Linked DNA regions of Sus scrofa: region 2 is linked to region 1. The links are chromatin contacts, called in public Hi-C maps. All regions are on one chromosome and are shown on one strand. Each heading gives the region's core, a stretch centred on a gene start, on an enhancer-like site or on the middle of the called end of the contact. The rest is flanking DNA. Distances are from core to core; before and after follow the strand shown.

Region 1 (4,405 bases), core at 285-2,784:
TTTTGATGGCACCACACCTATTCTATTTTTGACTAAACCACCTTCAAGGCATTCACAACCTAGAAGAAACAATCTCTCTCATTCACTCAGCTCCTCTCTCTCTCTTTCACTCAAACATATAGACTTACATACACTTATAGGCTATATGTGTGTGTAAATATATACTCCCATTTGAGTACCTAGATTCTCAGGTCTCCCTTTGATGCCTGGACTTTTGCCAGCACATCACACTGTAGTCTATATATTTCATGACATGCATGTGCTGACAACTGTTCAAATACTCGTGTGCACATGCTGAGTACAAGAGATACATGCACACCTAAGACTTGTTCTACCTTCCAGGAGCTGCTGGTCTCGTGTAAGAAAATTGAAAGTGTTGTAATATTGGCCAGTTTTCCAGTTCTTTTGAAAATATACCAGGTAGAAAAACAAAAGGCTACTTGAAGTAGAATAAAGAAGGCACAGTAATTGATTAAAATGCTATAAACTTGGGCTGAAAGGACAGCGGGGATTAAATAGTGTAATAAGTCTTATTTGAGGAAACATATAGTCTATTTTCTTTTCTCTCCTTTCAGAACATTCTTTTTAGGCTCTATCAACCTCAAAAGGTTCATATTTTGCATCCCCTAAGAAAAAACTTATTTTACAGAGCTTACAGATGGCAGTTGGAAACTAATTGGTTAAAACTTTACAGAGTTTCTAGATCCTTGGAGAGAAGTCATTGCATGGGGACCTAAATCATAAATGATGGTTATTATATAACAGGTGGCTCAATACAGCAAACTCTTGGTCTGCATGTTCCAAATTTATATCTAGCTGGGGGGAAGTTCAATACACTATCAAATACTAAGAACAATCATATTTCACTTAAAACAAAATCAACTTGAGATGCCTAATGATTTCAAGGATGTTGACAAAAACCTACACCTTAGAAGTGTTAAAATGGTGTGGGTATTTGTCAAAGATCTCTAGGGAAACAGGAGACCAACCAACAGAGAGAGACAGACAGAGAGAGAGGGAGATTAAGACATTGGCTCACACAATTGTAGAGGCTTGGAAAGTCCAAAATCTATGAGTAGGCTGGCAAACTGCAGACCAGGAAGGCATTATAGGACTTATAGTGCAAGTTCAAAGGTCTTCTCTCTCCTTCTAGGGAGGGCAGTCTTTTTCCACTCAGGCCTTCAGATGATGGAATGAGATCTACCACAACCCACATTAAGAAGAAAAATCTGCTTTACTCAAAGTCTACTGAATTCCATGTAATTTCAGCTTAAAATTACTATCCCAGAAACACCTAGACTAATGTTTGACTAAATCTATGGGCCTTATAACCTAGCCAAAGTGACACATGAAATTTACCATCCCAGAGTAACATTAGGAATGAGGGGAAGAATCTGTTTGTTGTTGCCAACGTGGGTGCTGGAATTCACCCTGACCCTACCTGCAGAGGTAGGCAGAGCAGCTCTAGGCTCTGCCTCTTGAGGCCCCTTTGTGGTTGGGGGTTCACCCTTTCTGATCTATTCTGGCCCCTCCCTCTGAAAGAAATATCCACAACACAAACAAACCCGCCCTGTAGAGCATACATACCTCGGGGGTGGGGGGTGGGTAAAGGGAAGCAGTCTCAGTACTTTTCTCCATGTGACTAATGTTTACATTTCTATTTCACTAACATGATAGAGGCCAGACCCCTGGGAATGGGGTGGGAGATGGAGAGAAAATCAAATGTGCTTCCAATATATGAAATACACTATTTTTTCTAGGTTTAGTTTAGTTTTTAGTTTGGATTTGCGTCAGTTGACAGATGCGGGTGGAGGGGGGGAAGCCAGAGAGAGACAGAGAGAATGGTCTCAATGCTGCCTCCACCCACCCCTGGTCAGACCACACTCCATCCCCACACACCCACCCACCCAAGCTCCTAGTGAAACTTCCCCGGACTCACTGCTCTTATTCTCTCTAGAACGCTACCAGGGCCTATCTCTGCCAGCAGAAATTCCCTGTTAAATATTACCTATAATCAGTTTCTTCCCTCCACCCGATTGCACAACCCTGGAACTACTGACTCACTCTTGCTTTATCATAAGTATTTACATTTTGGTTAAAATTGTGGACTTTGTAGCCATGGAATCTTCCCTTCACCGCCTGTGTGACTCGAGCCTCCCTTCTCTCACCTGTAAAATTGGGATAATGACAGGACTGACGTCACGGGTGAGCTGGGAAGAGCAAATGAAACAGCAGATGGCAAACTCTCAGAAGAGTGCCTAACCCAGCAGGAGCCCTTGGTGATTGTTAAATATTATCACTCCCATTGGTGTGACGTGCTTCCTGTGAGATCCCAATGCCTACTATTTGCAAATAAGCTTAGGACATAGAATACAGGGGTGAAGCAATATGGTCCTTGTTTTGGATCCACCCTGGAATAATTGGAGGCATGCTCTCACATGCTTCTGTGGGTTTCCATCCATGTTAACCATCTTCAGAAGGCTTATCCCAGCTCTGCGGGAGTGAGATCAACTGTCCATGTGGTGGGGATTTGAAAAATGAGAAGACAGTGATGATCTCGGTGGCCCCTTGGAATAGTATGGCCCAAGGACAGGTTTCGTTTGGCCCAGCAAGGTTTTCGTTTTGTTTTGTTTTGTTTTAATTATAGTTGATTTACAATGTTGCTGTCAATTTCTGCTGAATGGCAAAGTGATCCAGTCATATATATATATGTATATGTGTTAACACACACACACACATATACATACATTCTTTTTCTCACATTATCCTTCATCTTATTCCACCACAAGTGACTAGATATAGTTCCCTGTGCTATACAGCAGGACCTCATTGCTTATCCACTCCAGATGAAATAGTCTGCATCTACTAACCCCAAACTCCAAGTCCATCCCACTCCCGTCCCACTCTTTGGCAACAACAAGTCTGTTCTCTATGTCCATGAGTTTTTTTCTGTGGGGATAGGTTCATCTGTGCCATATTTTAGATTCCAGATATAGGTAATATTATATGGTATTTGTCTTTCTCTTTCTCACTTACTTCCTTTAGTATGAAAATTCTATTTCCATCCATGTTGCTGCAAGTGGCATTATTTTGTTTTTTTTTTTTTTATGGTCGAGTAGTATTCCATGTGTATATGTACCACATTTTCTTAATCCATTCATCTGTTGATATTTATTTATTTATTTTTGTTTTGTTTTGCTTTCGTTGTCTTTTGTCTTTTCAGGGCTGCACCCACGGCATATGGAGGTTCCCAGGCTAGGGATCCAATTGGAGCTACAGCTGCTGGCCTACGCCAGAGCCACAGCAACATCAGATCTGAGTCACATCTTCGAACTACATCACAGCTCATGGCAACGCTGGATCCTTAACCCACTGAGCAAGGCCAGGGATCAAACCTGCAACCTCATGTTTCCTAGTCAGATTTGTTTCCGCTGTGCTATAACAGGAAATCCTTGTTTTGCTTTTTAAGGCTGGGATCAAATTGGAGCCACAGCTGCTGGCCTACGCCACAGCCACAGCAACATGGGTTCCTAGCTGCGTCTGCAACCTACACAACTTATGGAAACACCAGATCCTGTGCCCACTGAGCAAGGCCAGAGATTGAACATTCTCATGGACACTAGTCAGATTAATTTCTGCTGAGCCACAAGGGGAACTCCTCAATGGACATTTAGGTTGTTTTCATATCTCAGCTATTGTGAATAGTGCTGCAATGAACATACGGTTGCAGGCATCTTTTTCAATGAAAATTTTGTTTGGATATATGGCCAGGAGTGGAATTGCTGGATCATATGGTAGTTCTATATTTACAGGCAAGATGATAAAATGCTCAACTAATTATTAGAGAAATGCAAATCAAAAAACTACAGTGAGATACCACCTCACACCACTCAGAATGGCTGTCATCGATAAGTCTACAAACAGCAAATGCTGGAGAAGGTGTGGAGAAAAGGGAACCCTCCTACGCTGTTGGCGGGAATGTAAATTGGTACAACCACTATGGAAAACATTATGGAGGTACCTCAGAAAACTAAATATAAAACTACCCAGCAGGGTTTTTGTTACTGTTTCTGTTTTCAGTGAAGTAGCAAGTCTTTAGACTGAGACTGCACTTTCCCCATTCACTTTCTATTGCCTTATAGTCCTCACATCGTAAATTCACACATGTTTACCTGTTAGATCAGCTCAGGGTTCTTCAAGTTGTGATCCCTACTCTCCATTATATGAAGATGGAAAGCAGAGAATGGTGAATTGTTCTTCACTCTTTTTTTTTTTTTTTTTTTTTTTTTGTCTTTTTGCCTTTTCTAGGGCTGCTCCCATGGCATATGGAGGTTCCCAGGCTAGGGATCTAATCAGAGCTGTAGCTGTCAGCCTACGCCACAGCCACAGCAATGTGGGATCTGAG
Region 2 (4,220 bases), core at 331-2,830, 190 kb after region 1:
GTGTTGCTGTGGCTGTGGTGTAGGCCAGCAGCTATAGCTTGGATTAGACCCCTAGCCTAGGAACCTCCCTATGGCACCTGTGGGTGTGGCCCTAAAAAGCAAAAAAAAAAAAAAAAAAAAAAAAATATATATATATATATATATATATATATATATATATATGCAATGTTTATTGCCTTAACATTTTATTTTATCCTTCTTTTCTGGTAACTTATTCTCTATTAATGAGATAACATATTTTTAAAAGTAATAAAACACTTCAAAATATTACCTTAACATGTTATCTTCATCTCTTAAAAATATAGTTGGCGAAAGGTGAGAACCCTAGCTTGATTATTTCTTTAGCTAGAACTAACCCAGCTGATTGAGTTCTCTTCACAACCCCTCAACTGAGTGTCCTTGCAGAACTGGTGACACTTATTTACTTTATTTTATTTTACATTATTGTCTTTTTAGGGCCACACCTGTGGTATATGGAAGTTCCCAGGTTAGGGGTTAAATCAGAGCTGAAGCCACCAGCCTACGCCACAGGTGCAGCAGCATGGGAGCCGAGCCTCGTCTGCAACCTACACCACAACTCACAGCAATGTCAGATCCTTAACCCACTGAGCGAGGCCAGGCTTCGAACCTTCATCCTTATGGATACTACTCAGGTTCGTTAGCCGCTGAGCCACAACTCCCAGAACTGGTGAAATTTAACACATGAAGTGTGGCATCCAGAGTCACTGTCTGTTGGAAATCTCTAAGACACCTGGGCCTCTGCTCCACTGTCGTCCAAATTTGATGTAGACTCTATAGTAACATATCAACTTGAAATTTTATTGCTTATCTCTAATTGAAAGGCTTTTTCTTCAAAATTAAAGGGTTTCTAGCATCATCTGAACAAGAGAGGAATAAGTGTCTCTAGCTATTGAGTATTTACTATGCATCAAGCAATTATTCTCAACCTCCGAAATGTTCTCTCACATAATCTTCACAATTAACCTGTGAGGTGAGTGTCATTTCCATCTTACATGCAAGAAAGACCTTAGCAAACCGGGAAAAGTAAAGCTCATAGCATTTAAATAGGACTTAAAACTCAGCTTTCACATCTTTCAGTCTTTCCCAACCACAGGTAACAGTGGGATGGAAGAGAGGGAGAAAGGAAGAGAGAAAGGAAAGACACAGGGGACTTCCCAGAAGCTCCACTGTAAGCCCCACCCACATTCATGACCCCTTCTACAGTCTTCCTATCAGCCTTTAGTTCAGTCACATCATCAGAGGGTCTAGCTTCATCCTACTGGTAAGTGTAGAAGACGTGGGTTTGGGCAGCCTGGTGGATTCTGTCCTGTGCAATGGATCGTAAAGCACATTTCACAGGATATCTGAGAATTCTGAAAGGTTCCTGCCACCTCTGAAGTCCTAGAAAATCTATTTCAGTTTATCTCCAAATCGCCTTATTTATGGGGAATGGAGCCTTGTGTTTGCAGAAAGAAAACAAAACAAACAAACCAGCAAACCTGTGAAACACCTTAGGATCCTTTTACCTAGCTTATCCAAGTTAAAGGTCAAATATCAGTAGTAAAGAATCATGTGTGAGAGGAAAGTTCAACTGAACAGCCAGCCCAGAGGTTAAAGCTCTCCTTGCAAAAGAGGTAGGAATGACTGACGCTGTTCTTACAGTAACTGAATTCACCCTGTTGTTATCCTCGAAGTACTGCTACAGGGCACAGATTTTTGCCATTCCAGGTGCCTGAGGCCACTGTCTTTGTCCCAGGGAGAGGCTACGTTTTCTTTGTTGTTTAGAATCTCAGCCAGTCAGCTCCAGAGCCCACTGGAGGGAGTGGGATGCCAGAAAGCTTAGGAATGCCAAGGAAGCTGGTTTTCTTGGTTTTGTTTTGTTTTTTTTTTTTGCTTTTTGAAACTTGCTGGAATTTTTTTTTTTTTTTAAAGTATAGCTGACTTATAATGTGTTTCAGGTGTACATCAAAGCAATTCAGATTTTATGTAATAATTATATATAGTTTTTCAGATTCTTTTCCATTTTGGACTATTGTAAGATATTGGATATAGTTCCCTGTGCTATACAGTAAGTCCTTGTTGTTTTTTTTTTTTTTTTTTGCTTTGTAGGGCCGCACCTGCGACAAATGGAGGTTCTCAGGCTAGGGGTCAAATCAGAGCTGTAGCTGCTGGCCTACACCACAGCCACAGCAAAGTCAGATCTGAGCCACGGCTGCGACCTGCACTATAGCTCACAGCAACACCGGATCCTTAACCCATTAAGGAAGGCCAGGATTGAACCCACAACCTCACAGTTACTAGTCGGATTCGTTTCCACTGTGCCACAACGGGAACTCCTCCTGTTTATTTTACATATGGTAGTAAGCATCTATTAACACCAAACTCCTCATTTATCCCTACCCACCCCCTTCCATTTTGGCAACCAAAAGTTCATTTTCTATATCTCTGAGTCTCTGTTTTGAACATAAGTTTATTTGTATGATTTCTTTATTTTTGTCCATTTATTTATTTATTTTTACTTTTTGGCTGCACCCATGGCATGTGGAAGTTCCTGGGCCGGGTATGAACCCATGCCACAGCAGCAACCCTAGCCACTGCGGTGACAATGCTAGATCTTCTCAGATCCTTAGCCCACTGCACCACCAGGGAACTCCTACTTTTAGATTCTACATAGAAGTGATATCATACCATATTTACTTTCTTGATTTACTTCACTTGGTATGATCATCGCTAAGTCTATTCGCATAGAAGCTGCTCTTACAACTGGCTCTGCCATCACTTATTTGGTATGGGCTCACAGGTAAAGCCTTCTTGTGACACGTTCTACATAGTTTCTTCGGGAGGACAGGCACATCCACAAAAGTCAAAACCCCAAGCTCATCCTGGCAGTTTTAGTGTATTTATCCTCAGTAACCCAGTTGGACATGATCTGTTCCATTCCTGAAGGGCTCTGCAGCTCCAAAAACCCGGGATAATGAGCCATCTCCAGCCTCTTCTTCCCCATTTGACAAAGGAGTGGATGTTCTCTGAAATGCTTGGCTTCTGAGTGGCTGCGTCACAAGCCCAGGCTGTAATTTGATAACTCCTGGTCACGATCTTCCCTTGGATTCACCCCATTCCTGCTGTGACCAAGCCCCCCAGGTGGGCCCAGTGGAGGACCATCCACCAGAGTAAGGTGAGCCAGCTCTAGATAGTGAGGCCTAAAAGGCTGCCCATTTCTAACTGATCAAGAAACAATATGTGTCTCTTATGAACAGAGACTTTCCCCTCAAGGCCTCCAGGTGCCACACTGACCACTGTGGGACAGCCTTTTACTCAAAGTGTCCCCCTCACCCCACCCCCAGGAAGGCTGCCTATTCCCTCATGCTCAGCTCCAAAATCCTCTTGGGAGAGTAGTCTCTGGGGTTAAGGCAGATTTAGGAGACTGCCTTTGGCTGATGAACCTATCCAATCTAGGTATCAACTTGTTAGAGGCAATGGAGGAAGGAGAGACTACAGGGCAGCCTGACTGGCTTGGTAGCATGGCCCTTCTACTCCGCAGACAGCCTTAGGAAAATCATTGAATTTTCTGGTGCCCATTTTCACATCTTCAAAATTTGGGGAAATAGGAACATTTACATCATAGGGTTACTGTGAGAGGAAAGTGAGTTAATTCGGGTAAAGCATATAGGACAGAGTACGTCGGTGTATTGATCAGAACTGATCAATATCAGCTGTCATTCTTCTAGTGCTCTGTGAAGTTGGTTCATTTTCTCAAGTGGTAGTTGACTTTGTAGAACCAATTTTTTTCCTGAAGGAATGAGATGGGAAAGAGGTAAAAATAGGGCAGTAAAAGAGGAGTCTTGGTCTCAGATGCTGTGGGGATGGACTGGAGACCTGAACCAAAGGAAGGCTGGGGGTGTGTTGCGGGGAGGGGTGGTCCTAGGGATTAGCTTCTGGCTTCCAGAACTGGAGACAAGGATGAGAGGGCTGACTACATATCTTTGGTATTTTGGGGGTAACAATATTGGGGACTTTGAAAGGTGAAGACAATAGATGATAAACAAAGGGAGACAGCTAATTATATTTACCCGAACTACAGTCTCTCCTAGGGTTACCTTGGCAGAAGAGGATTAAATGAACTATAAATTCCTTTAAAGTAGAAACTGTCCTCCAAGTGTTTACGGTGAGTGCTCAGTAATGGTGTGTTGAGTGGATTAGTACATGATGAATAAAGAGTC

The links. Hi-C and Micro-C count contacts between places; a contact is called where the count stands out from the background.
Region 2: a Hi-C map of liver shows a contact between it and region 1, with 4 times the contacts expected there. The contact joins two enhancer-like sites. A contact is called at or near these places in 6 of 47 Hi-C or Micro-C datasets (alveolar macrophages, embryonic fibroblasts, liver and 1 more).

Annotation. Positions count from the first base shown.
Region 1 is chr1:84,329,482-84,333,886 of Sscrofa11.1, forward strand. No RefSeq gene overlaps it. Among named protein-coding and RNA genes, the nearest start is that of RPL18, 47 kb to the right of the region's middle. Within about 2 kb of position 1,535, at least 14 of the 83 cell types and tissues checked have an H3K27ac peak or open chromatin away from gene starts, as enhancers often do. A contact at or near this core is called in liver, where this site is marked.
Region 2 is chr1:84,514,826-84,519,045 of Sscrofa11.1, forward strand. No RefSeq gene overlaps it. Among named protein-coding and RNA genes, the nearest start is that of FAM46A, 28 kb to the right of the region's middle. Within about 2 kb of position 1,581, at least 6 of the 83 cell types and tissues checked have an H3K27ac peak or open chromatin away from gene starts, as enhancers often do. A contact at or near this core is called in liver, where this site is marked.